Regions from separate parts of the Mus musculus genome. Here regions 1, 3 and 4 are each linked to region 2. Evidence: chromatin contacts called from public promoter capture Hi-C data. All regions are on one chromosome and are shown on one strand. The core of a region is the stretch at or near the end of the contact, and the rest is flanking DNA. Distances in the headings are between cores, read along the strand shown.

Evidence for each region. Capture Hi-C pulls out chosen DNA fragments and counts their contacts.
Region 1: a contact with region 2 is called in a promoter capture Hi-C map of adipose tissue. A contact is called at or near these places in 5 of 39 promoter capture datasets (the C10 cell line, embryonic stem cells, liver and 2 more), 1 of 484 Hi-C or Micro-C datasets (bone marrow-derived macrophages), 4 of 130 datasets of targeted methods (bone marrow-derived dendritic cells, bone marrow-derived macrophages, double positive thymocytes and 1 more) and 3 of 9 other capture datasets (adipose tissue, liver and pancreatic islet).
Region 3: a promoter capture Hi-C map of liver shows a contact between it and region 2. A contact is called at or near these places in 1 of 130 datasets of targeted methods (pancreatic cancer cells) and 2 of 9 other capture datasets (adipose tissue and liver).
Region 4: a contact with region 2 is called in a promoter capture Hi-C map of adipose tissue. A contact is called at or near these places in 1 of 39 promoter capture datasets (embryonic stem cells), 59 of 484 Hi-C or Micro-C datasets (3T3-L1-derived adipocytes, the AML12 cell line, B cells and 36 more), 7 of 130 datasets of targeted methods (CD8 T cells, a beta-TC-6 cell line, bone marrow-derived dendritic cells and 4 more) and 3 of 9 other capture datasets (adipose tissue, liver and pancreatic islet).

The regions. Positions count from the first base shown.
Region 1 is chr19:34,268,664-34,274,521 of GRCm38.p6, reverse strand. Gm31355 (a long non-coding RNA gene) reads left to right here. Exons shown (of 4, transcript XR_386664.1): 2 at 1,630-1,778. Among named protein-coding and RNA genes, the nearest start is that of Gm31355, 6.6 kb to the left of the region's middle.
Region 2 is chr19:34,501,612-34,507,603 of GRCm38.p6, reverse strand. It overlaps Lipa (lysosomal acid lipase A), which reads left to right. Exons shown (of 10, transcript NM_021460.3): 6 at 459-595; 7 at 5,955-5,992. Among named protein-coding and RNA genes, the nearest start is that of Lipa, 23 kb to the left of the region's middle.
Region 3 is chr19:34,682,833-34,688,637 of GRCm38.p6, reverse strand. The region is part of intron 2 of Slc16a12 (solute carrier family 16 (monocarboxylic acid transporters), member 12); the gene reads left to right. It also overlaps the pseudogene Gm46654. Among named protein-coding and RNA genes, the nearest start is that of Ifit1, 45 kb to the right of the region's middle.
Region 4 is chr19:34,326,755-34,332,495 of GRCm38.p6, reverse strand. It overlaps Fas (Fas (TNF receptor superfamily member 6)), which reads right to left. Exons shown (of 9, transcript NM_007987.2): 9 at 4,726-5,503. The coding sequence ends at 5,172. Among named protein-coding and RNA genes, the nearest start is that of Fas, 39 kb to the right of the region's middle.

The sequences.
Region 1 (5,858 bases), core at 2,717-5,216, 240 kb after region 2:
ATGCTTGTGTGAAAGAGGTTATCAAGAGCTTGCATAACTTTTAAAACATATGAACAATTCTTCATGAAAGTAATCATTCATCAGTTACCAGGGGGAGCAATCAATCGATCAATCAATCAGCTTCAGTGTTGTCCCCTGAGAGTTTTCTTTCCTAATTACTCAAAAACTCTTCATGAAAGTAATAATTCAGGCTCCCAATGGAGGAGCTAGAGAAAGTACCCAAGGAGCTAAAGGGATCTGCAACCCTATAGGTGGAACAACATTATGAACTAACCAGTACCCCGGAGCTCTTGACTCTAGCTGCATATGTATCAAAAGATGGCCTAGTCGGCCATCACTGGAAAGAGAGGCCCATTGGACATGCAAACTTTATATGCCCCAGTACAGGGGAACGCCAGGGCCAAAAAGGGGGAGTGGGTGGGTAGGGGAGTGGGGGTGGGTGGCTATGGGGGACTTTTGGTATAGCATTGGAAATGTAAATGAGCTAAATACCTAATAAAAAATGGGGAAAAAAAGAAAGTAATAATTCATTGGTTGCTAAAAAAGCAATTGGACAATCAAATGAATCACTCAGCTTCTTCTATCAGATTCCCTAAGAGTTTACAGTTTTTGTTTTTTTTTGTTTTTTGTTTGTTTGTTTGTTTGTTTGTTTTCTGATTGCTTAAAGAAATCTGGAGGGCACAGGCAAAAATCTCCTCACCCAGAGTTAAGTGAAACTCCAGTGTAACCCCACTATAGACATCATATTGTGTTAAGCCTCTAAGGCAAGTTTAGTATATTTAGTGAAAGATTTCTACTTGCAAACTTCATTTCTAGCTAAATCCATACATTTATGCTTTGATTTGCTTAATTAAAAAAAAATCCAACACATTTTTTTTGCTATTGTCTTTCTTTTGCAGCCTCAGATTAGTTGAAAGTGTCACCACTCTGAATACTTAGTGCATTTTTCAAATTTGTAATTATCACTAGGGGTCTACCCATATTCAACACACATAACTGACTGATAATGTTAGTCATTGTCAGGTTACTGATGAAGGAAGTTAAAATTACAGACTTCTGAAATCAAAAATAGAATATAAAGGGCATTTAAATATGATTGTCTTCCTCCATTTTACATGATCTTTATGATGAATGAATATACTGTCTTTCATTCAAGCTGTGTTTCTGTGACTATATATTATCTCTTGCCTTTACTGCCATGTGTGACAGTGTAACTTGTTAACACATTTCCTTATACACTACATAATTGCTATAACTAATTAAGGATGATAGTCTGTGGTAGACTGCTCATATGGAAGGGAACATAAGGTTCGGTGTTGGGGCAATTTGGTTTTGGCCTCAAGTCTGAGGGAGAGTTTGGATTTGGATGGCAGTCAGTTGGGGAATCAGTGAAATAACCCCTAATGAGGCCTACACCATGACATTGGCCATGCTACAGCCTTGGCATTCAGGGTTAAGCCTCTAACTCCAGTTGTGTGTCTCTGTGAGTTAGCACTGCAGAGCTAATCCAATATGCTAATTCTACTCCAAACACACCTCAAGGCTAAGGGAAGAGAGAACTCCAAAGCAGTCGAGGCTCCAAAGTTGTGGATTGCCAAGGATTGATGCTGTCTCTTCCTACCTGAGCAGGATAGGATTACACCAGGTGTTGACCATTCTTTGAGACTATTGATCAAGAACCCATTGATAAACGGGTTGGTCCCTTGTGAAGATGGAACAATGAAGAAAACAGAGAAAAGTATCTGCCAGACAGCTCAGCAGATGACACTTCCTTGCTGGTGAGTGGAGTTCAATCCCAGGGTCTCACAAGGTGGTGGAAAAAAATCGACTTTTGCATGTAGTCTTCTGTTTTTCGAATTCACATTTCTACCCACATATACAGATACACAGACACACAGACACGCTAAATAATAAATGTGATAGCTGTTTTCAAATTTCTTACCCTCATGAAATTTTTAGTTTGGGAGAAAAGCAGTCAGGGTCTAAATTCTGCTCATTTCAGAGTTCAGAGAAGTGTTTTCAGGAAGCCCCACTGGTCTCTAGGCCCTTGCTATTGTGGGCTCTTTTCTCTGCATCTGAGATTTCTGGCTTATCTCAATACTGAGAATGGAGAAAGGGCAGAGATATTATTTTTTTCTGTCTCCTCTACAGCAAACATAACACAAATTCTTCTGGCAGTGCGTGCGTGTGTGCGTGTGTGGTGTGTGCGTGTGCGTGTGCGTGTGCGTGTGTGTGTGTGTCTGTGGTGTGTTCTAGCATCCATGGATAGGCTAATTGAAAGTTATTGACAGATAATGGCTTCTGAGCACAGAGGTTCAGTTTTCTTCAAGGGTGTTGATCATGCTATATTGGGCATCCTGGCAGTGCTAACTGGACTCAGCGGATTACAACGAAAAAGCAGAAGACAAGAGTTAGAAAACAAATGAAGGAGTCTTGGAGAAGTTGGAGGGAGAGGGGGATGTGAGAAATATACATTGCACAGACAAACGCAATTCTCAGAGTAAATAAATAAAATAAAATAACTTGAAAACCAGCAGCATATCTTCCTACTCTTTAGATCCATAGAAATCAATAATAATAGTCTCTGGGGCTTTGTTGTTGTTGTTGTTGTTGTTGTTGTTGTTGTTGTTGTTGTTTTCAGAAGAATTCCCGTCACCAGCTTCTCTCAGTAACTTCAAGCTTTACTGAAACAGCGGCCACATGCCACATATGTCCTGACCCCAGAACATTAGGATTTTTGTCAGGTTCCAAAAACTGCTTCCTAATTAGGAGAACGGAGTTTATTTTTACCAAACAAAGCCTAAAGCAACTTTGCCAAGGTCAGATGGAATTCGCAGGAACATTTTTTATTGCTTCCTAACCTTTAGCTGACCCACCTAAGTTCTTAACAAGTTGCGTTCTATGACGGGGCTGCTCTTTCCAAAGTTTTCAAGACGATGGATAGGGCTTTAGGTTTAATCTTACTTTTAATACCTAAGTCATTAATTTAAAGTAACTCCCCCCTCCCACAGACATTCTTTATGGGAGACCAAGAGTGGTCTCTGCTTGCATTGCTATCCTAGAGATATGGCTTGAGAGCCTAACCGAATAACCAGGTGACTAATTAAGTCTTAAGAACTTTACTCCTTTATCAAGTAGCCAAGCTACTTTGTATCGTTATTTCTTATCATTTATGAGTCATGTCAGTGTTTCAACCCTAACTTTAAAGTGTAATTGGCTAAGGCGCTGGGGCTAGTAATACAGCTCAGTGGGTAAAAGCTCTTGCTTAGCAAGCCTGAGGTCCTTGGTTCCATCAGTCCCTGCGACCCATCTAACAAAGTCAGATGCACCAACACGTATCTGATCTCAGCACGAGAGTGCTGAGATGGGAGGCAGAGACAGGACAATGTCTCAGAAGCTCATGGCCAGCAGCCTAGAATATGTATCAAAGAAGAAACAAGATGCCTTCCTAACAAGCTACAACAGAAGAACTGACTCCGGAACATTGACCTCTGATTTCCACAGGCATGCACATGCTCGCGTGCGCGTGCGCGTGCACACTCACAGACACACACACACAAACACACACACACACACACACACTTAACTCACTGTTTCTGATTTTTAAAAATGTAAAGCAAAATATTCCCCTTCCCTTAGCTTGTGTCTGCTAGGTATTCTGCTATGAGATGCAAAAATGATAAAGACCATGCTCTAGTGTCACATCCACCCTGACCAGCAGGAAAGACGCAACACCACGTTGTCTTCAAGCAGGTTTATTGCAATGAGGAAAGGGAATTCGGACACGTTAAATACACTACTGACTCCTCCAAATCACCCCCCCAACTCCCCCCCCCCCCCCAATCACGTAACAGCAGTCCATTGGTTCACAGCAAGGCGAGCTGAAGAGGCATGGCATCTGCGCAGTGCAGGCGGCTGGGATGTAGCTAAGTCTGAGGTAATGAGGAAGTCAGAAGCAGGTCATAAGACCTGGCAGCCTTCCAAGCGCCATCTTGGGGCGGCGGCCGCACCTACTCCTCACACTCTAGGTATCAGTGCCTGACTCTGATAAACTGATTGGCTGTTGGGGATGAAGCAATGTGCTTTTCTTTAGAGAGAGGATGCAGAAGGAATCATATCTAATGAACTGTTTTCTTCGTTCTGAACTGCATGGAAGAGTTTCACAACTGCCCCCCTCCTGGAAACTTTTGGGATTGCCCAATCACTTTCTTTACTAGAACCGTTGCACTTCCTGCTTCTCTGAAAACTGCAGACATGGAGATGTGGCTCAGCACTCAAGAGTGCCTGCTGCTCTTGTGGAGATTCTGACTTCAGTCCCAAGCACCCACGTGGCAGCCCAGAACTTTCTGTAACTCCAGTGATGGTCCCTAAGGAGGAGAGACACACTGGCATGCCATGAATGGCTGGGGAAATGAAAGTTGAGGAATGAAACAGAGACATTAAAAGCACTTTTAGAAAGACTAAAGATCGCATGTTTGGTTTTGAAAATTCCCTATCAGTTCAACTTTGTTTCTGTATCAGTCAATGATTTTTTCCCCCAGCAGCTTGGCCTTATATGTAAACATACACATATTCAGGCTCACGATCTTTAGTCTGTTATTCAAAATACCTAAGAATGCTGCAGAATTGCCTTTGGGATTCTCAGTTAGACAGACCTTGGGAACCAAATCAGAAATGCTTGCTTCGATGGCATATATGTAACATCAGAAAGACAGAGGAAATACTGGAGGAAAGTTCTGCCATTATATGAGCAGGGTCTACATGAAGGAGCATGCGCACGGGCTCCCGGAGGGTTTTAAGTATTTCTATCAGTGAGTCAGTATAGATTCCGAGTGGGCAGTCACTGTTTAAACATGTATATTGTAATCCTTGGAGCAACTCCTTCAAAATTAAAGAAGGAAAGTGTGAAACGCTAATGTACAAAGTAGTAAATATAGAAAAAAATATTCAAATGCTATATAAGAAGGCAGGGGAGACGCCAGAATGACAGGCCGCATGTGGGAACCAGTCAGAAAATGACTGAGCTCACTGAACCATTTCAGATATTATATTACTTGTTGGTAGAGTGATCATGAGAGGATATCATTCATGTTCCTGAACTTCCTTTGTGCCGTATCACTACTGTATCAACACTAACTAAGCTCTCAGATTCTGGCTGCCCAAAGCCCAGACCACAGCTAAATTTAAGCTGATCTGTTTTAATTTGAGAGGCTTAGGAGGTGTTGTTTCATTTTATTCAAAATGGCCAGTTAACAAACCACCCCCCCTAGCTGGCAGCGTTAAGATCCCCTCCCCCACCATGGATAAGCTGCCAAGAAACTAAGTGTGGATGTCAGCTCTCTATCAGAGACCATGTAATGCTCAATTCTTGGCTGATTTCTCCAGGAGATTACACATCAGGAGCAAGATACTTACTGCACACATTGCTGGGACTACTCTATGGACATTTGTATTATACATTCACAAATATCATTTCCTATTAGCTTGGAAATAAAAAAGCAACTGCTCTAGTGGTTATCATTGTTACTTATTTCTGATAAGCCAATAAGGATTGGGGGTGGGAAACAGATTCAAACATTTAGAAAGGAGTTAGATGAGTACTGTTGGATCTAACCTTTTTCAGGTGTATCTGAAGAAATAAAACTACTTTTAAATCTTAGTATATTTTATATAATCCATCATTCAGATCCCAACTTGAATTTAAGGTGGTCCTGTAGATAAAGAATGTGACAGTTTCAATTTTCTCCCTCCCAGGGTCACCCCTTATATATAGAATTTGGTCATTTAACCTTACTTTAATTAAGTAATTTTACATACATTGTTTATTATTATCATTATCATTATTTTTATTATTAATG
Region 2 (5,992 bases), core at 579-3,078:
CTTCTTCTTCTTCTTCTTCTTCTTCTTCTTCTTCTTCTTCTTCTTCTTCTTCTTCTTCTTCTAGATTTATTTATTTATTATATGTAAGTACACTGTAGCTGTCTTCAGACACTCCAGAAGAGGGCGCCGGATCTCGTTACAGATGGTTGTGAGCCACCATGTGGTTGCTGGGAATTGAACTCAGGACCTTTGGAAGAGCAGCAGTGCTCTTAACCGCCAAGCCATCTCTCCAGCTCCATTCTCTTATCTTTTTTCTGTGCATATTGTAGACTTAAATCTAGAACCAAATTCAGTGTTTCTGAGCCAGAGCGTTTTAGGAACTCTGTTCAAGTGTACAAGGGAAGCGTCACTTGCATAGTTACTGGGCTTCCTCTGTAGGTTACAATGGCTGACCATTCACATGTTCTTTTGTGAGGAATTCCTTGAAGATCTAGCTAATTCTTTCTTTTGCTCTGCAGGTTTCATAGCTTTTTCACAGATGCCTGAGTTGGCAAAGAAGATTAAAATGTTTTTAGTCTTGGCTCCCGTGTTGTCTCTCAATTTTGCTTCAGGCCCGCTACTTCAATTGGGACGCTTGCCAGACCCTCTTCTCAAGGTACTTGGGCCCCACCAGTTTCGCTTCTCCTCAGATACTCTCTTCTGAGCTGAGAAATTGGTCATTAGAGGAGAAATGGCAGTGTCCTCTGTACCTGCTCTTACGAGATCAGTGGGTGTGCTTGCCTTCACCTACCCCACCCCCCACCCCGCTCCACCACAGAGGCAGCTAGGGGTCTGTCCCGTTAACTCAACACTCAGTGGCATGTTTTCTTAGTGAACATGTTCGTCCAGTTCCCTACCCACTGTACAAGGAGGGTACAAGGAAGTCTTTGGAAAGGTACCTTAAGTGTTCTAAGTGCTTTTCATCCATAGGGCATGAGGGTGTGCAGGAGTGGACAGGAGGTAGGTGACAGGATATGTGCCATTCCTATGTGCCTGTCCCTAGCCATGCAGAATACAATCTAGGACATTATCTTAATAGAGCATATTTTAGAATATGACCCGTAAGCATATTAGTGCTTAGCCCCAAAGCTATGCAACTCTAAGCTGTATTCAGAGGGGGAAACAGCACTCAGGAGAAGGAGTATGAGTTCTTTAAGACTGATTAGTCCATTATTCCTCTCTTATGTATTATATATAGACACAAATGCATGTGAAATCCTATACAGCATTATCAACAGTCATATGCTGTGTACGTGGGTTTATTTTCATGTTTTGGTTGTGAGCCTAACCTTTAGTGGCTGAGTCATACCTCCAGCCCTGTAATGGGTTTTTTACAATGAGAAACCGTGCATTGGATTGTGGTCCTAACAGATTACAGTGAAGCTGAAAACTACCTATCCACTAATGACATCATAGCCTAACATACAATTCACAATTTGTGGTGATGCTAGTATACAATAATTTATGGTGACAAGAGTTATCTGAAAGTGTCAGCCATATAGTTTTGCACGTTATTTATGTCATAGTTGGCTGTAAGTGCCAACTAGACACCGCCTAGGATCATTTAAGAAGAGTCCTAATTGAGGAATTATCTAAATCACATTGACTTGTGGCGTGTCTGTAGGGGATTGTCTTGACAAATAATTGATACAGGAGGTCCCAGGCCACTGGGGGCAGTGTCATCTGGGGGCAGATGGTCCTGGGTTGTATAAGAAAGCTGCCCAAGCATTAGCCTGTGTGTGTGAATCGGTGAGAAGCTCAGTGATTCTCAGCTTAACTCCTTCTCTGACTTTGTCAATGATGGAATGTGAGCTGGATGTGTAAGATGAACTACGGCCTTTTCTCTCCCAGTTTGCTCTTGGTTAGTGTTTCACAACAGCAACTAAAAGCAAGCCAGAATAATGTCATACTTGATAATACCGACTACTGATTTATTCATCCCCTTTCCTTTTAATCATTATCGTAGCATGTACTCTTTGGTCTTGCAAAAATGCTTATTGCAAAGGCACGTAGCACGATGTGACAGCAGTGGACTTGTGAGTCTCACATTCACCACGTCTTTTGATTGTACCAAGAGGCTGTGTCAAGTAACCTGTACCACCTAGGATTGTGTAAGGATATTACTGTGAGAGAGTTGCACAATGATCACATTGCTTGAGAACTTGGTTCTTAGAACGTCTCCGTGATATTAAGTGACTCATTACTTCAAGGTACGCGTAACAAAGCTCCCCACCCCTCTCAGGCCGTTTTGAAAGTCTCTCACAGGAAGGATGTACTTTCCTCTGATCTCAAAACCTGACAGCTACTGAGGTGGAAGAATCACTGTCTTATGCTTCGTTGTCGTTTTAACTGCTACTTGGTAGGTTTTGGGTTATAAAGAGCTACAGTAATTTAGTCAGACTGTTGTGGTAGGAAGTCATTGCACCAGCAAACATGCTGATAAAACTTTGTTTTGACAGTCTTTGTTAATAGTGCTGATTTGCATTACAAACACTTTAGAAATTACACGTACTTCCTGACTACTAGGCCACCTCCATAAGTCCTTTCTTTAGGATTACTCGGTTTAGAGGTCTTTGCCTACAGACGCCACATATGAATGTATGCACATAGAGATGCACCAAGAGAGATGTATCGTTTTGTTTCAATGTGGATGGTATCCAATTCTATAGATTGTTCTGCATGTTGCTTATCTCCCAGGGACAGCTTGCCTGGGATTTGATTTTCTTATTAAGTGTTCCATAGACAGCTTTTGATTATAAAGACCTGCTATTAATTAGCTGGACTGCTGTGGACATTCAGGCTGGTGGGGGGCATCTCTAGAGTAGAGACAGGGGAATGTGGTTGCTGCTGTAGGAATGAATGTTCTAAGTCTAGCTTGTTCCCTAGAGTTTATGAGTTAGCTTTGTCAATGTAGAAATGTCACACCTCCTCCCAGTCCACTTTGATACTACATTTTGTAAATTCTGGAGTGGGGATCATGGATCTGCGTTTTTTGTTTGTTTGTTTGTTTGTTTGTTTGTTTTGGTTTTTCGAGACAGGGTTTCTCTGTGTAGCCCTGGCTGTCCTGGAACTCACTCTGTAGACCAGGCTGGCCTCGAACTCAGAAATCTGCCTGCCTTTGCCTCCCGAGTGCTGGGATTAAGTGCGCCACCACTGCCGGGCAGGGATCTGTGTTTTTAAAACATTCTCTGTGATTCTGATGAAGACGGTGGGCCTGGCATTTGGGAACCATGATTTCAGACTAGAGTGGTTTATGGCACACACTGGGAAAGTTTAAACAAAAACTCACAAAACAAAACAAAACAAGGAAAACAAAAAACAGACAAACAAAAAAGTGAGCCATATTTACAACATATTTGAATTAGCTTCTCTAAAAAAAATACATGTTGCTTTTGCGGCAGCAAAGTGTTCCCCTCTAATCCTTTGAAGAAAAATACGAGTATAAAACTTACTAACCCATCAAATGACCACTTTGTAGACACTAAGCCGGGAGTTGTGAACGGGCTAACTCTCCATGTCACATGCCCTTGTCTCCAGGTTACTTCCTGGTCCTTTTTAGCCAACTCTTTCTTATATTGCGTTTCTGAAAGAGATCATTCAGACCTAATTGATGTCTATTTGTAGGTATTGATACATGATCCAACAGAAGATTGATTTAACAGTGTGCTGGCAATATTTATGTCCACTTGACATAGGCTACCATCATTTGGCAATAGAAATCCTCTAACTGAGAAAATTCCCCATCTCAATTGTCATGTAGGCAAGCCTTTGTGGGCATTTTCTTAATGAGTGATTGATTCAAGAGAGAGTAGCCTATTCCTAATGGTGCTACCCCTGGGCAGGTGATCCTGGTTGCTTTGAGAAAGCAGGCTGAGCAAGCCATGAGGGAGCAAGCCAGGGAGCAGGACTCTGTATCTGCTTCTACCTCCAGGTCCCTGTTCAGTGTCAGTTCCTGCCTTGACTTCCTTAAATAACATACTGTGATGTGGAACTATAAGCTGGATTAAATGCCTTCTCCCCCAACAGAAAAAAAAGTATTTTATCACAAGTAATAGAAATCTTAACGGACAAAGATCACAGACTCTCTGTGGATCACAGGCTGTCTGTGGATGGGTAAATTTTCTGGAAGAAACTAGAATAGAGTATTATACATTTAAAGTAGTGTGATATTTACACTGCAGATCGGATAACTGACTTTTTCCTTACGGGAGGAAAAAGGAAGCTCTCTGCTTTGCCATCCTGTGGATTAGTGATAAGCCCAAACAATAGAAAGAGTAGTGGTTACAGTTGTAGTACTGAGCTCAGCAGGGGCATTCAGTTTCCTCAAAGTTGTTTGTTGCTATTCACCGATCGATCATCCACTCAGAGGCAGAGAAGCAGACTGCATGCACAGCTGCATTCATTTGAGTTTGCAGCTTCTGCATACTATTCGCTAGCATCTACAGGCAAATATGTTGCACGTCTTTGGCCTTTTTCGCTTGTAGAAGCATCATCCTAGTATCTGCATTCACCATCAGTCACTGTTTTCTCTGTGTACATGTCCATCTTTGTGGCCAGATTTCTCTTCTTTAAAAGGATACTTGAAGGTCCAGCCTCTGTCTGAAAAGACCCAATCTCCAAATACCAACATTCTCAAATACAGACAGTTAAGACTTAAATGTCAGCCTTTTAAGGGGTCATAGCACAACCCACATTTCCTTTGTAGAATTTGAGTTTTCTATTCTTGCTTGTCCTGGAGTTGGTGTGTGTGAGCAAGACGACAAAGGGACAGACATCTGAATTCCATATAAGGAAGACCTGTCCCCTCTCCCACGGTACATGAAGATCTGCCTTGAGAATGCAGTGGCAGTCCCGGTTGTAACGTGTGCACAGGTTCAGTTGACTGTTGGTTAGGGACAATGTACACTGAGAATTGGAAAACAACTCTTCCAAAGAGCCAGAGAGCCAGTGAATTTGGCCTTGCGGGCCAAGTGGTTTCTATAGTTGACTGTTCCTATCTGCAAAAGTTAAGAGATAATTCACAAACTGGTACTGTGGGTATATTCTAGAAGAACTTAACAGAAGCACATGTGGTGCTGGAGGCAGGGCAGGTGAGGAGTAATGAACTGTCTAATGGGCACCGAGGCAAGGATTCCGAGGGAGGATCATAGAGACAATAGCATAAGCGTGAATGTGCTTGTCACTCAACTGAACAATTAAGCAATGATTCAGATGATACATCTTCTGTGTTCTACCATCATGAAATAGCTCATAATAAATTAGCAATAATCATGCATGGCAGCTCACAGCTACAGTATCAGCCTCTGGGAGACTGAGGCAGCAGGATTTCTATGAGTTTAGGGGCAGCCTGGGCTATATAACTATGAAGCCAGCCAGAGCAATAGAGCAGGACCCTGTTTTGAAACAAACAAACAAGCAAACAAACAAACAGTAACCTACCTTTAGGGGGTGGATTAGGCCCATATGGGAGGAGAAGGAAACACACTTAGTTGGAGCCTCTGGATCTTCTCAGAAGTCCTGTTAGGGACTGTCAACAAATGGTCATGGTCAGCTCCCTTTATAATGGTCTACTATAAACTTACTTAGCTTTCTGTCTCTGCCTTTTTTTTTTTTTTTTTTTTTTGGTTTTTCAAGACAGGGTTTCCCTGTGTAGCCTTGGCTGTCCTGGAACTCACTCTGTAGACCAGGCTGGCCTCGAACTCAGAAATCCACCTGCCTCTGCCTCCCGAGTGCTAGGATTAAAGGCATGAGCCACCACTGCCCAGCTCCTCTGTCTTTTCATTGTGAGGGGGCTTCTTGTCGTGTGTGTCTCTAAGCACATCTGGTTTAGTATATCTTATCACTTTCCTGTTTTGAATGTTGGTGTTCCGGAGTCCCCTGCGGAGATGCTTGTATGCCTGTACTTCTGAAGGCATGTGAAGCTGGAACACCAGGTTGAAATGCTGACCCATTCTTGGGTTTCTTTGTATTTCCAGGACATGTTTGGACAGAAGCAATTTCTCCCTCAGAGTGC
Region 3 (5,805 bases), core at 1,743-4,242, 180 kb before region 2:
TCTATTGATACTCAGCCATAGGAGATAGCACACCAATTCCTGTACCAACAAGTCCACACGAGTGACTGTTTGTATGCATTCAGTGAACTTTCTGGAACTACAAGAAGTGTTTAGAGTATGAGTGTGTGTGTGTGTGTGTGTGTGTGTGTGTGTGTGTGTGTGTGTGTGATGACATGTATCAGGAGTTTGGAAGACCATCAGTAAATGGATATCTTCCCTTATTTGATAGGATGTTGAATCCATTGGCTACCACTAAAGGCTAAAAACCTTTTATCTTCTGTAGGTTGTACTTTTTAGTTTCTATTTCAATTCATTTAAAATCTGTTCCATTGATGATTATCTTCCATTCATTGAAGATATGACTCTCTCTGTACTAGAGGCTTCTAAAGAAGTAGATTGATTGGCAATCTTATGGTAGACTCATGCACAATTGACTGAGATACAAATAAAAATACCTGTATTGACTTGAGTTCTATTAAGTTGGGTGACCTTTGGTGATAGTCAAGGGACTCAGCACCCTGTCAAATAAAAGAAGTCACCCTTTTATGGGTGGCCTTTTCAGCTCATGATGTAGATCATCAAAATGCTATATTAACTTTGGTCAGTATGGAATTAAAATATGATCGGCAGCAAGACAAATTCAGGCCTGGAGATTCAGGGTTGGCTTTCTAGAGAAGTCCTTGAAGTAAAGTCTTAAGGGATGGAAATAATTTGGCCTGGCAAAAATGAAGGAGGAAGATGTCTCAGCCTGCACCAGTACCTGCCCTTCTTCACCATGCCGAAACTGCCATACATTCAGTCAGAAACCAGAAAAGAAGACCATGGCTCCAAGTCAAGGCAGAATACCAGACTGAAGTCAACAGAGGAGATCAAGACAAGAACACTTAAGCAGAATAAAGGCAGAAAAGAAAGTGAGATGATGTAGCCAGCCCAGGAATCTAAATGTCACACATCAAGAAGCAGCCAAGAAGACTGGATGTGAGAGCAAGAGAATCGAACCAGGGCAACCTGCCTAACAGATAACCAGCATCTACTGGACAAGCACCTTAACACAAAACATCTTGCATTCTGATGGTAAAATTCAAACATGTTGAAAATATATAAAATATTTTTCTTCCCTACTTACTAACTCAATTTCACTGCCTAAAATTAACCTCACCGATATTTTTTTTAAGTTCAGTCTCAAGAGGAAAACAAAAAGCCTTCTCAACCTTGAGCTAACCTAAGTGTACATTCTTGTTACTTACATAAGCAGGATCATTTTTGATATGTTGTTCTGTCCCCCCCTTAATAATTTCTCTTGAGACTGTTATGTATCAACCACTAAGGTTCTACCTTATTGGAAAATAGTTGCTTAGAATTCTACTACGTGCTCTTATGCTCTTGCCTCTCTCTTGCCTCTTGCCCCCTTACCCCCAATTCCCTCCTCCACGTGGTCATGGCCGGTCCCCATTTCTCTATTCTCTCCTTCTCTCTGCCTTTCTCTGTCTCTGCTACCCTCTTAACTGCCCTCCCCATGCTCTGAATAATCTCTATTCTATACAAAAAAAAAAAAGAGGAATTCTATCACATACTTTTATCTACAATTATTTGATACATTTTTATTGATGTGATTTTATATCGTCTTCTGGTTTTTGCTTTTATAAACAATGCTATAATTATAACTCAAGTCATTTAAACATTCTATCTCAGCTCTAGCCTTGTACTTTGAAAAAACTTAAATTTTAAAGTTCAACAGGCAATGAAAGCAGTCATTATTATTTATTTATATCTTCTACTTATTACTATGTATTGATTATTTCTTTTTTCTTTAAGATGTCTTTATCAAAATACATTATTAACTTAAGGATCATATTTAAAGTGCAATTACATGAATTATCTACATATATTAACAACTTGAATGGTTACTTTAGAAACAAAAATTTTATTTAAATATTCAAACAAAACAATATCCTAGGTTTGAGACTTTGTGTTGCCTAGATTTCCTGAGTTCAAATAAACTGAGTAGAAATAAATTTCTGGAGTTCTTTGGAGTTTTGGAGATTTTTTCAAACCCTTTTGAGTCAGGATAAAAATGAAGTGATTGTAACGTTACCGAGCATTTACTTTGTCCTTGTTGGCATGCTTTCAGATAGTTTTCGTGAAGTCATTCCCCACCACATTATAGGATTAGTCAAGGGATATGACAGAGATTTTAGCTAGTCGTCTACAACATCGCTGTGAGTCAGTTCTTGATCCAACTTAGCGTAGCTAGGACAGTGTCAGAGCAGTGGTGAGCTTGAGCTTAACAGGTCATAAAGCTCATTGACCTGTTGAGTCAGATCATCTTTAAGAAAGGGGGTTTGGTTATAAGTGATGACACTGGTTGTGATCTGTTTCTATATTTTGGGGAACAAGTCCTATCAGACCCCAAAGGCTGAAGAGACAACATGAGATGCATCATTCTGATCTTTGTGAGTCATGCTTATAAAAATGCTTGCTCTCTAGATGAAGAAATTGGAACCCTGAGAGATCAGCAAGCTTCCTCACTCACTGTTTCCGTGGGTATGAATCTGGAATAAGAGCTTTGCTTTCCTGACTCTTGTTATTGCAAGCATCCGGATGCATGTGTGCTCCTATTACAATTCAATTTATTTCAGATATCCCTGGATTTTAAATCTTACAACACAAACCTTCCTCAACGGGAAAGCTCTATGGTCATTTCTCTCCTTTTTTAAAGAGGTGAAAAATGACCGTATTATTTCTTTTCACTTAATTATTTTTCATTTGTCACTTGGTCCTCTTCCCATTGAGTGACATAACCATCTTTCTGAACTTCATGAGTGTTGAAATGCTCATAAAGGTGGATGTGGTCATTGAACTTTGACCTCTGACTAAGGTTCTCAACTTTCCAGAAATGATTTTCAGATCCAAAGTTTTACTGATAGGACTAGTCAACTCATTTCAGAAACAATCAAATAACCTGTGCCCTCAGGGGTTCACAGAGATTCAACTGCCAACCAGAGAGCATGCATCAGTCTGACCTAGGCCCTCTGCACATATGCAACAGTTCTGCAGCTGGGTCTTCATAGGGGATTCCTAAAGTGGGAGCAGGGGCTGTCTGACTACATTGCCTGCCTTCAGATCCCTTTTTCCTTACTGGGCTTCTTTTCAATAAAAGAAGAAGATGTGCCTGATTTTGCTACAATTTGCTATGTTAAAGCTGGCTGATACCCATGGGAGGCGTCCTCATCTCTGAGGAGAAGGGGAGGAGAGATGGATGGCGGGATGGATGGGAGATAAGAGAGAGGGACTGAGAAGAGAGGATGGAGGGGACACTGCAATCAGGATGTAAAATAAATAAATAACTTAATTAATTTAAAAAAAAGGCAAAGCAAAATTTTTAAGAAATCACAAGGGACAGCACAGTAATATTATGTTCCCCAGAGCGATTTGGTGAAGAGACTGGTTTATAATTTCAAAATATCTTGCCATTTTCTCAACTACTCTTTACTGTCACTTCTGCACCTTTTTCACTGATAGTGGTGATTCATTCTGTGTTTTCATAGCCTGTTTGGATGCTCCAGCTTGCCTCTGCAGTGCCCTCTGGTGGCACTGCCACCCTATCTTCCTCCTCTCTCTCCAGTGGAGCCTTTCACTTCCTTACATTCCAGTCAGATTCTCTATCAAGGGGCTCCCCTCCCTCCCTCCCTCCCTCCCTCCCTCCCTCCCTCCCTCCCTCCCTCCCTCCCTCCCTCCCTCCCTTCCTTCCTTCCTTCCTTCCTTCTTCCCTCCCTCCCTCCCTCCCTCCCTCCCTCCCTCCCTCCTTCCTTCTTCCTTCATCCTTCTTTCATTCTTCCTTCCTCTTTCACCTTCCTTCATTGTCTTCTTCTGTTGAACAATTTTTATAAGCACCCAATTCATGACAGATACTATACTAGATGTTTGGAATTTAGTGTGAACTAAGACATATATGTCTTCCTCTGTCACAGCGCAACGTCTAGTGGACAATACAAACAAGTGGAAAGGGAGTTGCCAGACCACAGATGAGCATGCCACATGTAGAGGACGAGTACGAGAAGCATCCATTCCTGTCTTGAGCAATAAGGGAGCAGTCAAGGAGGATTTCCTGGAGGTGTGGAATGGCTAACTATCTGAGATTAAAACGAGCACTTAGAGGAGAATCACAGAAAAAGCTATAATGTACGGACGTGCATAATACACAGGGACTGTGTTGAACGAGGTAGAAAGAGGTGACTGAAGTGAAGTATGCAAACAGTGGGCAGAAAGGAGCATGGACACCAAAGACTTGCAAGTCAGGCTAAAATGTTTGAAATGCCAGCATCTGTTCTAGGAAGGCACTGTTTGCAGAATGCGCTGAAGACAGCTAAGTGCTAATGGAGAAGCATCACTTAGGAGCTTTGGGCTACAGTTCAGGGGAAAGGTGTTGCCGTCAATTATGAACAATAAGGGCGATGGAGACCCATGGAGGGATTTGAAGGCTCTGAAGAGGGGTTGGAAAACTTGATGACTAGATCACTTGTCGGCAGTCAGGCTCATTTTGGTTTCCAAGGCTTGTTGGCAATGTCTGGAGACATTTGGAGAAGATGCTGGAGATGCTTCTAAGCATCCTGCCACACAGGATGAATCTCGCCCAGCCCCACAGTCAATGCTGTTCTACTGAGAATCCTGGGTGATGGATAACTCAACCATTTTGATAATGAGGCTATGTACGTTAACTCACAACTCATTCTGATTGAAGGCTAAGTAGTTAGGAGAAGATGATAAGACATTTTAGTTCCAGACAAGAAGCAGCAGAAGAAGGGGACTTCACAAGATTTTAGTTATTGCTTTTACTATATTGGTGTTTGTTTTTTTAATTAAAAAATTTAAATTAGCCCTCTGCTGTTTGGTAATTGAGGTGGCCATCACAGACTCTGGGTCTCTTTTTTCATCGCAGACACTTCTACTGCAAAGATGGCCAATGTTCCTAAAACCCAAAGGACTCTTTGTAAGACATGTGGCAAGTATCAGCCTCACAAAGTTACCCAGTATAAGAAGGGCAAAGATTCCCTGTATACCCAAGGGTAGTGGTGCTATTATTGCAAGCAGAGTGGCTACGATGGGCAAACAAAGCCAATTTCCCAAAAGATGGCCTAAACCACAAAGAAGTTTGTGCTCAGGCTTAAGTGTGCTGAACCCAACAGAAGATCCAAGAGCATCCTGGCCATTAAGAGGTGCAAGCATTTTGAACTGGGAGGTGACAAGAAGAGAAAGGACCAAGCGATCCAGCTCTGAAACTTGTATTGTCTGAAAGGAAAACATGAAAGCAGTAGGAAAACGATCTGTTAGAAAAGAAATTTATTGTCAGTGATACAAAATAAGTTTAAATTAGCATACAAGATACTAGATATCATTACTGCATTTTGAATGATTTGTTTTAGTGATTCTTACCCCAACCCATTCCCCCCACCTTTCTGCTACCCCTAACTTCTCTTGTGTGGTGGCCCCAGCATCTACCTCTTGTTGTATTCCTGTGTCCTTTTGCTTACCTTTCATCCTTTCTAGGTACCTACTTGTCCCCTCTCTTGGTCTCCTTTTGAGTTTTTTTAGACTCTGCACACACTTACATGTGTGTATAAATGCATATGTAAAGACTAGGATCTGCATGTGAGGAAGCATAAGGCTTTTGTCTTCTGAGTTTGGGTCACCTCAAATTCAAAAATTCTATAGGGTATGTGTTCCACATTTCCACTGTTCATTTATCTGTTCCATTTCCTCCCCATTATGTGTAGAGCACTATAAACATGGTTGTGGAAGTAACTC
Region 4 (5,741 bases), core at 2,941-5,440, 180 kb after region 2:
GCCCTCGCCCCATCCCAGTTTCTACTTTAAAATACAAAGTTGACTATATCTGAAGGAAAACCCTTCTGTCCCAAAAGCTTATAAATATACATAACATCTACATCACAGATCTCCAAGGTGTTTCAGGTGACAGCACAACCTCCGTCAGTATGTTTCCATCTTTGGAGCCTTCCACTGGAGGGTATCTGGAAGGGGTTTGTCATACCCCAACAGAACTACTTCATAGGATCAGCACTTTATATAATACAGCAAATCAGCTCACTACAGTTTATTATCTTCTTTCTGCCTAGAACCAAGGTATTCATCCAAGCACTGAACTGCTAAGAGGTCTAAGTAAGCATTTAAACCAATGAAAATGTATGCTAGCCTTATTTATGATAGCCAGAATCTGGAAAGAACCCAGATGTCCCTGAACAGAGGAAAGGATACAGAAAACGTGATACATTTACACAATGGAGTACTACTCAGCTATTAAAAACAATGAATTTATGAAATTCTTGGACAAATGGATGGATCTGGAGGATATCATCCTTAGTGAGGAAACTCAAACACAAAAGAAGTCATTAGATATGCACTCACTGATAAATGGATTTTAGCTCAGAAACTTAGAATACCCAAGATACAATTTGCAAAACATAAGAAAATCAAGAAGAGGGAAGACCAACGTGTGGATATTTATTCCCCCTTAGAATAGGGAACAAAATACCCATGAAAGGAGTTACAGAGACAAAGTTTGGAGCTAAGACAAAAAGATGGACTATCCAGAGACTACCCAACCTGGGGATCCATCCCATAATCAGCCACCAAACCCTGACACTATTGCATATGCCAGTAAGATTTTGCTGAAGATACCCCGATATAGCTGTCTCATATGAGGCTATGCAAGTACCTGGCAAACACAGAAGTGGATGCTAACAGTCATCTATAGGATGGAACACAAAGTCCCCAATGGAGAAGCTAGAGAAAGCACCCAAGGAGCTGAAGGGGTCTGCAACCCTATAGGTGGAACAACAATATGAAATAACCAGTACCCCCAGAGCTCGTGTCTCTAGCTGCATATGTAGCAGAAGATGGCCTAGTCGACCATCACTGGGAAGAGAGACCCCTTGGTCTTGCAAACTTTATATGCCCCAGTACAGGGGAACACCAGGGTCAAGAAATGAGAGTGGGTGGGTAGGGAAGCAGGGTGGGGGGAGGGTATAGGGAACTTCAGGATAGCATTTGAAATGAAAATAAAGAAAATATCTAATTAAAAAAAAAAGAAAAGAAAAATGTATGCTAGCTTATAAGTGTGACACATGACCTCACACAAATTTCTGTCTGTGTGATCTATTCTCAGATCACTGGAAACAGAAAGACAAGCCAGAGGTATGACAGAGTTAAAGCCTTAGTCAAATCCCTTTGCTAACAAACTATCAGAGTTGGTGCCAAAGGACAGCTTAAACTAAGTTCCATCTAAACACCGCATGGCATAAGAAAGTTGGACCAATATGGGAGCCAAACTTCCTTCTTCTGGTGCACAAATCTATTTGAACCCGGAAATTATTGAAAGATATAAGTCCCAACATACTAAGAAATCCTGGCTCAGAACAGGAGTCTCTGGAGGAGTTGGTAAATAAATAATAAATAATAAATAATAAATCTTCTATGCATGAAGTTAGTACACATAAATACAAGACTTGTCATTCAGATCTACAATTCAAATTCAAAAATACACCAAGAAGGTCACATGAGTATGGCTAGTGATGTGGCTCAACAGGTAACCTTAGTACAAATTCCTAGAACTCCTGTAAAAGGCAGTTATGGCACATATGTATCTGTAAGCTTGGTAATGGGAAGTAGGCAGAGATGGTGGACTGGCTGCCAGTCTAGGTCCAGGCTCAGTAAGAGTCTGTCTCAACAGAATAAGGTGGAGGATGCTAAATCAGGATACCTCTTATTCTATGGCATCTCAGTACGTGCACATAGACATATACATGTGCACACAAATGTGTATACAGTGCACATGCATAAGTTCTTGGGAGCCATGTGAGGACAGTGAGTTTATGATTGGCAGCATGAGATCACAAGTAAAATTTAATTTTAAAAGTATTTTTAGGAAGGACTCATGAAGAGCTGTAGACTCCTTAAAGTAGGATGATGGAATAAGATTGTGACTGTAGCCTTGGCTGGATTTAAAATCACCTAAGAGACCCACCTCTAGGTAGGCCTGTGGGTATGCTCCAGATAGGCTTAATAGAAGAGGGAAGACCCACACTGAGAGTCTGCACACCATCCCATCCCATGAACCAGGATCCGAGTGTGAATAAAATGGAAATGAAGAAGGCTGGTGGAGCACCAGCCCTCCAAGGTCTCTCCTTCCTGCTACAGACACAGCTTGACCAGTTGCCATGGTCCCCCAGCCCTGGCCTCCTTGTCATGATAGACTGACTGAACATTCAAAGCACAAGGCAAGCCTTCTTCCTTTGGTTGCTTCTTGCCAGATATTTGTTTACAACAAGAAAAGAGACTGATAGACACAGCTTTCCACGTAACCTTAAAATATCCATGAATAGGAAGCAGAAACATATGTATAAGTGAGCATTCACAGATAATTAGAAATGTCACGAACAGTGGACAAAACGATAAAAAATGGGAATGGTTAATTTGAGGAGAGTAATGAAACATCTCCCTACATACGATCTTCATATAAAACTATAATTTCAAACAATCAGAGCAGAGAGAAGTTCAAAAAGCTACAGGAGGTGATGCTCTACTCTGGGAGGAAAGAATTGAGGGACTCATACAGGAGTTATTCAAAGAGAAAAGATCCAAGTCTTCAGAACAGCAAGGACATGGTATATGCATGCGTGTGTGTGCGTGTGTGTGCGTGTACACTCATATATACATATACGTATACATATACATAAACATATACACATGTAGCATCATTAAAGAAAAATAAGGACATGAGTTTGAAAGAGGGAAATGAAGGTGTTAGAGAGAGGAAAGGGAAGGCGAGATGGTATAATTATAATCTCAAGGGATAAAGGTAAATATAGCTGGGCAGTGGTGGAGCATGCCTTTAATCCCAGCACTTGGGAGGCAGAGGCAGGTGAATTTCTGAGTTCGAGGCCAGTCTGGTCTACAAAGTGAGTTCCAGGGCAGCCAGGGCTATACAGAGAAGCCCTATCTCAAATAAATAAATAAATAAAAATAAATAAATAAAAAATAAAATAAAAGTCATACTGCTTAGCAAATGAGTTAAAACTAAGTTTACTATAATCTCAACAATTAGGAGGGTGAAGCAGGAGGATTACTACAAATTTCAGGCCAGCCTAGACCACAGAGGAAGATCTCAAGAAAACAGGGATAATGAAGGATAGGGAAAGAAGCAGCAGAAAGGGGAGAAGAGGGAGGGGAAATGGGGGAGGAGAAAGAGATTAATAAATCCACATTGGAACTCTTTTAAGTTAAATTGCTGAACACCAAGAAAGTGTGGTAAAGGAACCTTCAGAGTCTATTAGAGGAAAAGAGAGGAGTTGCCTAGAAAGGAATATTTAGACCAGAAGTGGGCATATCATTAACAATGAACACAAGAATACAGTGGACTGATGTTCTAAAAGCTAGGGAGAAACTACAAATACTGTGCATTATGTAGACTTCCCCTTTCCGTTCCTAATTATCTGTCTGCCTGCCTATCCATCTATCTATCTATCTATCTATCTATCTATCTATCTATCTACTTATTTACCTGGGTAGTAAGGATTGATTCAAGAACCTTAAGGGTGCTAAGAAGGTGGTCTACTACTGAGTTATCTTCCAGCCCCTGGTATAAAATCCAAGCAGGAAAACTTCCATTCAGATGAGAGCACGGGAAATAATTGCAAATAATGTTGTGCTGTATGCCATATCGAGATCACTATATGGAAACTAACAATGTAGTACTGCATAGGGCCTGGTCAAATACCAGAGGACTCTGTGGTTACTAATGAAGAATGCTTAGAAGTTTAAGTATGCAAGGCCCATGGGGGTCCCTGACCTCCTTTTGTACATAGTCCTTTTTCCTGCAGCCCATACGTGACATAAGTATTCCTTCTCATGATGTGTACCACAAAAAAAAAGATTCAATCACTGAAGCAAGGTAACTTTGGAGCAAAAGGTCACTTTAAGTCCAGAACACAGCCATGGTTATTGATGTGGGAGTGGTCATTCCCGGAGCCTCTGGGTGAAGCCAAGGGGAAGAGACTCACATCCTCCAATACAAAGCCTTTTCAAAGGGACTCAGAGTTCTTGGTTCAAGTTCAAACTCATTAAAGAAGGCACAGGATGTTCTTATGCTTAATCTCACCTTAAAACGTGGGAGTTTCATATCTGAACTCTACTGGGTTTGTCCTTCTGCTCTGTCCAACTAGAAAGCTGGACAGGACATACCTCAGAGAAAACTGTCATACCTCAGAGAAAACTATAGGCAAATCCCCCAAGCTGTGCAATCTTTCTGCTTAAATGCACTTTTGAGACCACGGTCATCAGATTCCTCAAGAATATCAGACATCTGCCAAGCTAAAGTATTCTTGACAGTAACAGCCATAGAATGAACCATTTAATTATTAAAAGGCTTTGGAAAGGAATTTCCTCCTAAGAGGTCAACTCAAGCTTTAAAGATTCATTCATTGCACAGGTAGCATTTAAGTCGTCATCTAGAGTAAAGAAAAATGGAATAACAAGCAAGACAACAGAGCAATAGAAATGCAAAAAGAGATACTTTAATTTAAAAATTATTTCTTCTATTATACATTTCCACATAGAGAGGAAAAGAACTGTCCATCAATGGAAGGTCTTCAATTAACTGCGAGTATTTGTTTCAGTTTATAATTCTCCTCAGTTCATAGTATATGAATATAAACACAAACACTGCAGATTCCACTTCACATTTAATACAAATTTCATGGACATTTGAATGTAAAAATTGCAGTAGACAGAGAAAATGGTTCATCTCAGCAACTGCAGAGAATAACAGAAGCAGTCCCTGGAACCTGCTAGTCATTTGACCCTCACTGAGTATCAACTACCATTTGCTGGCAAAGAGAACACACCAGGAGTTGCCAATGTCAATACAGTTGGCATTCATTTTGTTTCCATCATGGGTGGCAGGCTCTCTCCTCTCTTCATGGCTGGAACTGAGGTAGTTTTCACTCCAGACATTGTCCTTCATTTTCATTTCCAGTGTCTGGGGTTGATTTTCCAAGGTCCTTCTGGACCATGTCCTGAAATTTATCTAAGGTTCTGCGACATTCGGCTTTTTTGAGACCCTTGATTAAATCTTGATATGCATCACTCTTCCCATGAGATTGGTACCAGCACAGGAGCAGCTGGACTTTCTGCTCAGCTGTGTCTTGGATGCTGTCATGCATGATCTCATCTATCTTGCCCTCCTTGATGTTATTTTCTCGAGCAAATTTTTTAGCTTCCTGGATTGTCATGTCTTCAGCAATTCTCGGGATGTATTTACTCAAGCTAAGATCTGAAAAACAGAAAATAGTTTCTGAAAATGTCTGTCTAGGAGAAACCCCCTTACAGAAGCCGGGTTCACATCTGCGCTAGGTGAGACCCCTAGGGTAAGCTTGAGTTGTCCTCCCAAACTTGCTAAAGTATTTTATAATTTACTCTCTGAGCCAGACATGATGCATGACATCTTTATATCTTCTTATTTCATTTATGAAATCGGAAGCTTGGTCTGTTCCAGGAGCTGATCCTGTGCC